Regions from separate parts of the Ovis aries genome. Here region 1 is linked to region 2. The links are chromatin contacts, called in public Hi-C maps. All regions are on one chromosome and are shown on one strand. Each heading gives the region's core, a stretch centred on a gene start, on an enhancer-like site or on the middle of the called end of the contact. The rest is flanking DNA. Distances are from core to core; before and after follow the strand shown.

Region 1 (6,040 bases), core at 1,415-3,914, 52 kb after region 2:
GAGACTTATAGTTTAAAAACAACTTCACAAACTTGCAAAAGTTCATAAGCATAAAAACAGAGTATGTAAAAGTGGAGCAACAGATAATCAAATTTGGACACCTAAGAAGATAAGATGCAAGAGAGTAAACTGCAAAGTACTTACAGCCATAATTAGTTCAAAGGGGTGTTTATACACCCTCACTGGTGACTGGTATTTTTGCACCATGACTGCGATAAAACAGCAATCCTTTCACACCTGCAAAACACAAATATTTGTGATAAATAACCATGATATGGAAAAAATTTGCATTTACACAACATACTACAGTCTAAGGAACCTCAATAGATCACAGTTCTATGCACACAAAAGTCAAAAGATGATGCTTAATTATACAAGGGCAAGGGAAGGCAGGAAGACAGGAAGAAAAGGTGAAGAAAGTCCAAGTGGAGCGAGGGAAGGAGCACTGGTCTGAGGGCTGGAGGACTCAATTACCTTACCAGCCTCACCGCCTCTCCTGGGGCTGCCCTGGGTCCTTTCCAGCAAGTGAAATGCCGAGATTCAATTATTCTAATAACCCGTACAATTAGTTCTTGAATCATTTTCTCTTCAACTTCCATAAGAAGCCAAATAAAAATGGTGGCACTTCAAGATATTAAGCCCAGGACACACAAAAATACAAGTGGAAAAAAAAAAAGATATTACTGTGTCTTAATTTATGGGCTACTCCTCAAAAGCTATTTTCAAAGGAAACTTGTCAATCTCCATTTTCTAACTGCACAGGCTACAACTTCAGGGATCAGTCTTCAAATGGCAGACACTCCAAGCCCTCTGGCTAGAGGTTCCACTGACTTTTTCAGCCTCAAATAGCTGTAATATCAGGACGCAATCAACTAAGTGTTCAAGCCTACTTCACCCTTCAAGAATCCTTCTCCAGGGGCACATTCAAAGGCTGGCTTCAGCCTAAACTGGATTTTTCTGAAAAACACACTTTTATTTGGAGCCCTCTATGGGACTTCACTTCCCTATTTAAAAGGGAGAAAGAAAAATAAATCCAAAGAGCCTACCTGTCCTGCTGAGGATAATCATTAAGAAAGTTATTTTATGCTAAGTACAATGAGAGGATATTCAAAAGTACAAAACGGAATATCCTCAAGGAGCCCAAAGTCTAGCTGTAATAAAAGAAAAAATTACAAAGGTATATTTTATTTCATGATTCCTACCCATATTAATTACATTTAGTATGATTCACATACCTCTCAGAAAGACCAGGTTCTGGCAGCAAACAGCTACATCTGGCAGCTAAAGAAAAACTGCTAAAGAGTAACTCGGGGCGACCTCAAGCAAGTCATTTGACTTTCCCGGGACTCAGATCCACCTCTGTGAAGTGAGGTTCAGAGTGAGATAACACTGTAAGACTTCCAACTCTAAAAACAGGAGTGAAGTGAAGTGGCTCGGTCGTGTCCGACTCTTTGCGACCCCATGGACTGTAGCCTACCACGCTCCTCCATCCATGGGATTCTCCAGGCAAGAGTACTGGAGTGGGTTGCCATTTCCTTCTCCAGAGGATCTTCCTGACCCAGGTTTCGAACCCGGGTCTCCCTCATTGTGGGCACATGCTTTACCGTCTGAGCCACCGGGGAAATCTTAAAATCAGGAGACTCAGAGCCAAAACTCCTGAATCCACCACAATCAACTGGAATGCCGTCATTAATCTTGATTCTGGGACTGGCAGGTCCTGGTGCGCCGGGATTGAGTTCTGTTTAGTTTTGCCAACCTGATAATGCTGGTGCACAGCAGGAATTCGATAATCTTTTAAATTTTTAACTAGGAAAATTTAATTTTAGGGTATCTTCCACAGAAAGAGAGGATACTTACTGGGTATGTAAAGGGGTTGTAGAGATGGGGAGAGAAGTTAAAAAAAAAAAAAAAAGAGGAATGCGCGGTTAAGACTCCCGTAACACCCATTCGGGATTCCACTGCCTGGCAGAACCCGAAGCGACTACGCTCAAGAACCTGGTAATTCCCAAGCTTCTGAACTCCTGCCAGTTCCCAGCTTCGGATGCTCTGGTCCAAACCAACGTCCTACGTGGGAATCCGGAGTTACAACGGCCAAGCGGCACCGAGGACCAGGGCAGCCCTCTATTGCATGACAATCGGTGCTTTAAAATTAGCCAATGGCCGGACTCAACGAGTCCACCCCAAACAGGCTGGAGGGGCGGCCGGGCCCTCGGCTCCATCTGGCGGAGGGCGGGGGTGGGGAGGGTCCCGGCGCGGCGGTTTCTCGGGCCCCCAGTCCCAGGGAGACCCGGGGAGATGCACCATGGGGGGCAGGCTGGGAACCCAAACTCCGCTTCCCCCAGGAAAAAGGGGGGGGTCTCCCGGGCGGGAAGATAGGGGGTGATGGGGGCGGGGAGGGGGCGACTGTAGGAGCCTCACGAGACGGGGCGAAAGGAAGGCCCGCTCCCGATCCGTGCGGCGGAGCTGAGGCAAGCCGAGCGGGGCCGAGGGGCCGGGGAAGGGTGGGCTAGGCCGGGAGGCCGCCCGCAGGGGCCGGGACGGGGGGTGCGCTCGGAGCCCGCCGCGGAGACGCGCGCCTACCTCTCGTCAGAAAAGCCGGGCCGGGGAGGCGGGGCGGCCGAGGGCGCTCATGCCGGCGGCTCCGTGGCGCCGTCGCCGTTCCACTGCCGGCCGGCCGCAGCTCCGCCGCCGGTTCCGGCGAGTGGGCCGGGGGGGTCGGCGGGGGCGGGAGCGGGAGGGGCCCGGCGAGGCTCGAGTGGTTGTTACGGGTGACGGGGAGGGCGGGGCCGGAGGCCGGAAGGGGAGCGCGTGCGCGAAGGCGGCCTAGGGGCGGAGGCGGGCGCGAGGACGGTTGCTAGGGAGGTGGGGAGGGCTGACAACGGGGACCCAGCCGAACTGCGCAGGCGCCGACTCCGGGTCGGGCGGACGTGGGCGGCGCTCGGAGCCGGAGTTCGCCCAGAAGCGCCGAGGGCCAAAGGCGCCTGGCCCCGCCCAGGGTTGCGTCAGGGGGCGTGTCTTGGGTAAGGGGCGGGGCCCACAAGTAGCCCCTCGGAAGTGGCCGAAACCAAAAAAAACCAAACCGGTGGTGAGCCGAGACCCGGGGGAGTTCCGCTGACTTGAAACTGGAAAGTCTAAGAGGCTTCAGAACAGCTGGGGCCTTCCGGCTTTGCTGGCGCCCACGGCCCTGGCTAGGCCCCCTGCCCGGAGGCCCTGCCCTCGGTCTGATCGGCTCAGGAGGCTCTCCGAGCTTCCTCGTTTTGTGTTGACTTCTGCAGTGCCCTGACCACATTCTCGCCGAGTAATGCAGATGAGGCAAATGCCAGGGCTGGGGAGGGGCTGGGTGGGACCCAGCAGCATCTTGTCAACACGTCCAGGCTGTGCAATGGAACTAAGCCAAGCGGATCTGGCGTTTCAGCGAGAGCTCCAACTTCGAAGCACAAGTGTGATACACATTGAGACCTTTGGGGATTCTTAAGAAGAGCTAATCACTAGAGAGGGACCGCACGCACGTCCACCCACACAACAAGGCTGGTTTTATAGCCAACATACAGTTTCTCCATCAATGTCACTGTTGTTCCGTTCCCATTAGTCACCCTGGGTGGCTGTGCATTTGACGCTGCCAGGGCAGAGCACATATTTGGAACTGTTTTAGAATTCCCTTCAGGGCCAGTTTACCAGTCACACAAGAAAATCATTCATTACTTGATCACACCTTGTTTTTCAACTCAAACCATCATTCTCCAACATGATCACCTACCCTGCTTACTAGACTCATCTAGGAACTGGCTTTTGCCTGTTTGTAAAAATCACATCCACCTTCAAAAGATGCTGGGAAAAGAGACAGCCCAGTAAACAATAGCACTTATGAAATGGTCTCACCCCAGAATTGACCTCATCTGATAAGGCTCTAGATGCAACCAGAAATTTACAGGAAATAGAGAACAGAGCAACATGTTAAATGACACCAAGGGGGAAATTATCAGCCAAGCATTCATCATGGGAAATGCTGCATGACAAATATATTGTTTATCAAAGTACAATGGAAAAAAATAGGATAAAGGCCACACTATAGATCAAAAGAGACTGAGGAATTTATTAAGTCATACACTTACAGTTTGTGTGCTTTGTATGTATATTTATACTTCAGTGAAATTTTTTTTACACATAAAATTACTTTCTTGAAAAATCCAAATTGTAGAAATCTTCACGTGGACTTCCCCGGTGGCCCAGTGGTTAAGAATCCACCTGCTAAAGCGAGGGACACAGGTTCAATCCCTGGTCGGGCTAGATCCCACAAGCCTGACCTAGATCACATGCCCACCCTTGAACCAGTCTTTTGATCCAGAGAGCTCAGTGTCCAGTTCTGGGTCACACAATCCCAACAGCGAAACCAGGGATAAGTCTCCAGTGAAACCTGGTGCACGTACAGTGACAGAACGTGGTTTAAAAAAAGAAAAAAGATACATGAACTGTGTCTTTAAGCAGTATCATCAAGATACATGAACAGATTCCCAAGGTGAATAGACTCGGGAAGGGAGCAGCACTCCTCTAGATGCATAAGGTATGGTGTGTTTGATTGTTTTAAAATCAGTTCCATTGGGCAGATATCCAAAATCTATAAGAAACAACACTGAACACCACACTGCAGAGTTAAGCAAAAAGATCCAGTCCTTTTAACACACGTGCACAGAGTTCTTATTATGTGTCAGATGCTGGGTGAGGCGTAAAGGTGAGCAGAGGAAAAGTATATCGGGATCAGGTTTGGCTGCCAGTGACCAAAAGCCAAAGTAAAAGTGCCTTGACAAGATAAGTCTGTGTCCCTTGCGCATGAATCAAGTCCAGGAAAGTCCAGGGTGGGAATGACACCTCCCTGATCACTGTCAACTGCCGACTCCCTCAAGACCACCTGAATGTGGCTGCAGGTGGCCTCTGGTCTTGTCATCAGGGACATAGGTTCCTTCTGTCTTGCTGCTTTCCCATCATGATGATGTGTCCTCTACCCGAGGTGAGCAGGAGGAGAGGATGAAGACCAAACATCCTTCCTTGAAAGATGCTTCCTTGGAAGTAGGGTGTGTGCGTGCAGTAGTGTGTGTGTGTGTATGTGTGTGTGTGCAGTAGTGTGTCTGTGTGTGCATGTGTGTGTGACAAGCAGAGCAAAGGACAGGCCTGGCGCAGCAGCAGGGCCCCACCAAAGACCATCCTGCTGCTCCTATCTTCCGGTGCACACCAGCTCTCTTCCTCAGACAGATTCTTTAAGGTCATATTATGAGAGTCTCTGAAACACCTTGACTGAGTCCCTAGCTTGAGGAGCATCTGTGTCCCTCTTACTTGTTGGATGGAAGCCCTGATGGGTACTTTGTATAGGCCATTTATCAGATGCCTTTGGAATGGAGACAGAGGATGGCCAAGCTCTGGCATCTACAACGAGACACTCTGGTTCCCTTGGGTAACTCAGCTGAGTCCCCACTAGGAGCCTGAGTCTGAAATTGCCATTCCTGGTGGTCACCTCTGGCTGACAACAGGATGTGGCATCCACAACCTGGACACAGACCCTCTGGCCTGTTACATCTTCCCCAACAGGACTAACCTGAGCTGGGGACATGGTTACTGGTCCCTCTGACCACATCTTCTTCACCCATCTTAGTGCTCTATCAATAGTCATCTCAAGAAAAGATCAGAAAGTTGTTGACACCTAAGAGGATCGGGGGTATGGATTAAAGGAAGGGTCATTGCAGAAAGGACACTGGGAGGCAAGTGGTTGTCTTGGCTAACATTTCAGCCTGCTGAGCCCAACCTCTTGCCCACAACAGTGAAATAAACAGGAGGTAAGTCTGAACGAATCCTTTGAACATTACTAAATCTCAAGGTCAGTGAAATATTCAGGCTGTGCTGAGAGCACTTAGGCTTCCCTGGTGGCTGAGTGGTAAAGAATGCCCCTGCTAAGGCAGGAGGTGCAGGTTTGATCCCTGGGTCAGGAAGGTCCCCTGAAGAAGGAAATGGCAACCCACTCCCAGTATTCTTACCTGGGAAATCCCACGGA
Region 2 (5,400 bases), core at 2,475-4,974:
CCATCCAACCATCTCATCCTCCGTCGCACCCCTTCTCCTCCTGCCCTCAACCTCTCCCAGCATCAGGGTCTTTTCCGGTGAGTTGGCTCTTCGTGTCAAGTGGCCAGTTTATTGGAGCTTCAACTTCAGCATCAAGATAAACAAAAATAATTTAATTTAAAAAAACCAACATCTGATGCATCAGAGATTAAAATATTAAAAAAAAATAAAGCCATGAAAGCAACAAGAATGTAGCAAAATTTTTGTTGTTTTTGTTGTGTTGTGTGTGGCTTGCAGGATCTCAGTTCCCCAACCAGGGCCACTCCAGTGAAAACTTGAAATCCTAATCACTAGGCCACCAGGGAATGCCCCAACAATATAGGAAAACTTAGCATGGGGAAATCCTTTCTAAGCAAGATGTAAAACCCAGAAACTGTTAAGGAAAAGAAAATAGAGTTGACCTCATAAAGACTAACAGTTGCCCCATCTCATTCAGAGCTTAAACCAAAAAGCTGGTGGCCTCGAAGGACCCATAAGGCCTTTGGGGACCTAGCTGATGCCCCCGCCCCCGCCTCTGACCTCCTCCCTGTATCTGTCAGGACAAGCCCCTTTCTGCAGTAGTGACGGATAAACCCTGACGTCACGTGCAGTGGGGACTTACTCTCACTGTAGTCCAGTGAGAGGCAGGCAGAGGCCACTTCCCATGGTGACTCAGGGATGCAGTCCATCCTGGACGCGGGCCATCACCCTTTGAGTTTGTCCAGGGGCAGCTTGTCTCCTTGGTACCGGGTCCCTGTCCCCAGCAGCCAAGTCCTGCGGCGGCAGAATCCAGGCACAGGTGAGGGAGGTGCCCGGCCACACCTGATGCCCGTCCTCATTCGGTTTGCTGAGCGGAACTCAGACTTTCTCTACTTGGCTTCTGAACACAAAGGATCTCCCACTTGTTCGTCTATCCGTGGGTCAGCAGAGAGTGGTTCTGAAACCAGGTGACCAGGTCCCAGAGAGCTAAGCATCACCCCTACCCCTGCCCACTGGCCACCAGGGACCCTGCCCCTCCTCCAGGCTTCTCCCACACCGTCTATACTGCATGGATCCCCCAGACACCTCCGCAGTGTCAACACAGACCCAGCACTCACACACATGTACACATAAGCATGCCTACACACGCCAGTGCCTGAGGGGGTGCCAGGGTGGCGACATCCTCTCCCAGAAGCACTGGCAGGGACAGAGCTGCCGGGCAGGGCTCAAGGTATACCTGTCAGTGGGCGGCTCCTGACCCAGGATTTCAGGAAAGTGAGCAGGTGCCTCACCTTGCCCTCAGGGCCACCCCATAGCTGGGCCAGGGTCACCTTCCCCACCAGGCCCTGGAGGCTGGCTCAGGATTCTTCTGGGGGCCAAGAACATATTTTAATTTCTCCTAAAATCAGAAGGAAACATGAGCACAGTGTCCCTCGATTTCCGGAGTGGGGAAGCGGCTCCAGGAGCCCCTGTGGAGCCCTGATCCAGTGCATCCAGGGGACACCTGGGCTCCACAGCCGCGGGTTTCAAGTCCTCAGATTCGCCCACCTGCGGCTCGAACCAGCCACGGTCAGTTGAATCTGTGGACATGAAACCTGTGGCCACGGGGGGCTGACTGTCTCAGTGCTGAGGGTATAGTGAGTCCAGACTGCCTCTCATGCACTTTTATGCCTCCAGCCGTGAAACATCTTCACTCACGTTGTCTGATGGAGAAAGACAGCCTCCACCTGGGGCTTCCCAGGTGGCACTGGTGGTAAAGAACCCGCCCGGCAATGCAGAAAACGTAAGAGATGCAGGTTCAGTCCCTGGGTGGGGGAGATCCCCTGGAGGAGGGCATGGCCACCCACTCCAGCAATTCTCGCCTGGAGAATCCCCGTGGACTGAGGAGCCTGCCAGGCCTCCATGGGGTCGCAGGATCGGACAGGACTGTGATGGCTTAGCACACACGTGAGGCCAGAAGCGAGGAGAACTCCATTCCACTCCATAGACATCTTGGGGTGTCTGCCCTGAGGCAGGTGCTGTCCTTGGCCCCGGCGGGGACAGAGCCGTGGGCCAAGGACACACACACCGACTGTGAGTGCAGGAGCTGTGCCCCCACCCCGGGCCTTGTGCTCAGCCCTGCACAGAGAGTGACGGGTGGGGGTAGACAGAGAGAAGGTGCTGGAAGGCCCAGAAGCAGCTGTCCCCAGCAGCCACCTCCCTCCACAGCAGGCTGTCTGTCTCCATTTCCATGGTCGGCCGAGCAGGGGGACAGTCAGCGACATCTAACCACCCCTGTGGCTCTCGTTTCCTCCCTGAAATGGGAGGAGACGGTGCTGCAAAGCTTTCTTGTTTCGTGTGCCCTGCCTTCAGATCTCGCCTTTGGCAGCTTGTCCCCATCCCGGAGGACCCTCCCCGGCAGGTACTGGTGTCTCCTCAGACCTGGGCCCCGGCTGGGTCCCCAAGTCCTTGGAGTGTCCCAGCTGTCCTGCACCCCTGCATTAGCAGACCGGCTCTGATAACCACTTGCTGGCTGTATCTTGACAGCGACCTGAGGAGATAACCTGCTTCCTCCCATTTTATCGTCAGCGACAGCATTTTATCATCAGTGACAGCAAGCAGGTGAGACCCAGGGCTGTGGGAGCTCCTGGCTAGACTCAGGGCCGCTGTTCAGGGAGCACCCCCTCCCTTCTCTGGGCTGCACCTTCTTAAGCTGTAAGAGCTTGTGGCTCAGCTGGTAAAGAATCCACCTGCAATGTGGGAGACCTGGGTTCGATCCCTGGGTTGGGAAGATCCCCTGGAGAAGGGAATGGCTACCCACTGCAGTATTCTGGCCTGGAGAACTCCATGGACTGTATAGGCCATGGGGTCGCAAAGAGTTGGACACGACTGAGCAGCTTTCACTTTCAGATCAGTCTAAGCTCTTTGCCCAGCTCTGACAGCCTGGAATTTCATTCTACGTAAAATAAAGAAGGATAAACCTATAGAGGGGAAAACCCAAATCAAAACACACACCCACCCCCCACCCCAGCTGAGGAGAGATGATTCCAGATTAATCAGGCTTTTTGTTGTTGTAAGTGGTAAATGTCAAAGGCTTTGCAATGCCAGGACTGGAGCAAACTTTCTGCAATCTATCAAGTTTCCACAGGATGTATATACATAATAGGATGTATTTGTACAGAAAGAGGCTTGGCATAAGGAACTGGCTCATGTGATAATGGAGGCTGACGAGTCCTGGGACCTGCAGTGGGTGAGCTGGAGACCCAGGAGAGCTGACGGCCTGACTCCTAAAGGCAGGCAGATGGCAGACTCAGGAAGAGCTGGTGCCCACTCCAAAAGAGAAAAAGCCAGTGTCTCAGATCAAGGCCACTGGGGAGGAGGAATCCTCTCTAACTTATGGGAGGGTCAACCTTTTTGTTCTATTCAGGCCTTGAGCTGATTGGATGGGGCCCATCTGCTTTTCTCAGTCTACCCAGTAAATGTTAATTTCATCTAAAAAAAAAAAAACCACCCTCACAGACACACTCAGAACTGTATGGTGACCAAATAGCTTGGCCCCACGGCTCAGCCAAATCGACCCATAGAATTACCCATCACACCTCTTCCAGGCAAGATTTTAGCAGACGTGGGAGCTGAAGAGTTTTCTCCCATGGCTGGGACTCCAGGGGCAGAGATGAAAGCAGAGACGCTCACTGCCCAACTCGATGACGGGCATGCACATCTTCCTCGTGGCCACAAGGTGGCGCCCATGGACGCAATTCCCTGGATGGAGCTGTGACTAACCTTCATCGGCCGGAAGGGGGCCCCAGCTGGGGGCTGAGGATGGGTTTTGCTCTCTGACTGTAACGCAGGGACTCTGAGCAGGGGTGCAGACCAGCCTGGCAAAACGGAAGGAGCACGACTCGGCAGCCCGACAATTCCGTGGGAATCTGGATGCTTCTACAGGAGCAGCTGGGAGGGTCCTACTTTCTGGAGCTAGGCACTCGCCTCTCTTAGGTTCCCAGAAAGAGCCCAGAGACTCCCCTGCCCTTGTGTCTCACTTTGACACAGGGCGTTTGGGGCTGGTGCACAGAGGCTCAGTAATTTGGATACCCCAGGGCTCATAACTGGCTCTCTGTCGCTGTCAAAACAGGCCCTGGTGACCGACCGCACTCTTAAACCCAAAGGCAAGGTCGGAGTGGGAAAGTGGTTGCTTCTATTTGAAGGAAGAGAAAGGGCAGGTCATAGGCAGCACTCAGCAGGGGTAGAATTTTAAAGGGACCAGCCTCCGATTTTCTCCTGGAAGACCCCAGGAGCCCGGCTGTCACTTGCTGCCAGCTGGCTGGCACTGTTTTGCTGTCCTGGGCACAGACACAACAAACGCAGGGTATGTCCCCGGGCTCGAAACTTGGGCCGTGGGTGCCAGCAGCCCCCACCTTGTGATCTGGGTAAAAGGAAAGCAGAAGTGTTAAGTTGCTCGGCTGTGGCCAACTCTGCAGCCCCATGGACTGCAGCCCACTAGGCTCCTTTGTCCATGGGATTTCCCAGGCAAGAATGCTGGAGTAGGTTGCCATTTCCTTCTCCAGCGGAACTTCCCAATCCAGGCACCCAACCGGGGTCTCCTGCATTACAAGCAGATACTTTACTGAGTGAGCCACCAGGGAAGTCCAGGTAAAAGGAGGAGATTCCCAGTGAAAGAACCAGCATTACTTTCCTTGTAGTGAAAACAACCCACCTAAAGCCCTAACTAAAAAACAACAATAAACCTTACTATAAAACAGAGACATGGAAGAGCATAGTCGAATCCGCAACTCGGTGGAAAGACCGCCCCACGCCGCCCATAACCTGGGCTGCATCCCCAGAAGGAACCATCACTTGGCTATGTGCATCTCTAGGTAATACTGTTTGGTCTTGCTTGTTAAGTGAAAATCTCTTTAATTTATGGGACTCCCCCACTTCCATTCCTTTCTTCCCCGCACAATTTATTTGTTGAAGAACCCGAACCTCGTTTCCCGTAGTGCAGTTCAGCTGTTGCCCATCTTCTATACTTCCTACAAATCAGCAGCCAGACCCAGAGCCTGGCTTGGGCTTAAGAACTCACAGGGCTGCAGTTCTCCAGATGACCAGAATATGCAGTTGTCCTTCTGTGACCTTAGCAGCTGAGCACCGAAGAACTGATGCTTTTGAACTGTGGTATTGGAGAAGACTCTTGAGTGTCCCTTGGACTGCAGGGAGATCCAACCAGTCCATCCTAAAAGAAATCAGTCCTGAATATTCATTGGAAGGACTGATGCTGAAGCTGAAACTCCAATACTTTGGCCACCTGATGTGAAGAACTGACTCATTGGAAAAGACCCTGATGCTGGGAAAGATTGAAGGCAGAAGGGGATGACAGAGGATGAGACAGTTGGATGGCATTGCTGACTCAGTGGACGAGTTTGAGTA

What was found. Hi-C and Micro-C count contacts between places; a contact is called where the count stands out from the background.
Region 1: a contact with region 2 is called in a Hi-C map of hypothalamus, with 5 times the contacts expected there. The contact joins the promoter of SEC14L1 here to the enhancer-like site in region 2. A contact is called at or near these places in 13 of 16 Hi-C or Micro-C datasets (blood, hypothalamus, liver and 6 more).

What each region holds. Positions count from the first base shown.
Region 1 is chr11:54,092,239-54,098,278 of ARS-UI_Ramb_v3.0, forward strand. SEC14L1 (SEC14 like lipid binding 1) reads right to left here and starts at 2,665. Exons shown (of 16, transcript XM_060394978.1): 1 at 2,581-2,665; 2 at 1-237.
Region 2 is chr11:54,039,202-54,044,601 of ARS-UI_Ramb_v3.0, forward strand. No RefSeq gene overlaps it. Among named protein-coding and RNA genes, the nearest start is that of SEPTIN9, 25 kb to the left of the region's middle. Within about 2 kb of position 3,725, at least 12 of the 54 cell types and tissues checked have an H3K27ac peak or open chromatin away from gene starts, as enhancers often do. A contact at or near this core is called in hypothalamus, where this site is marked.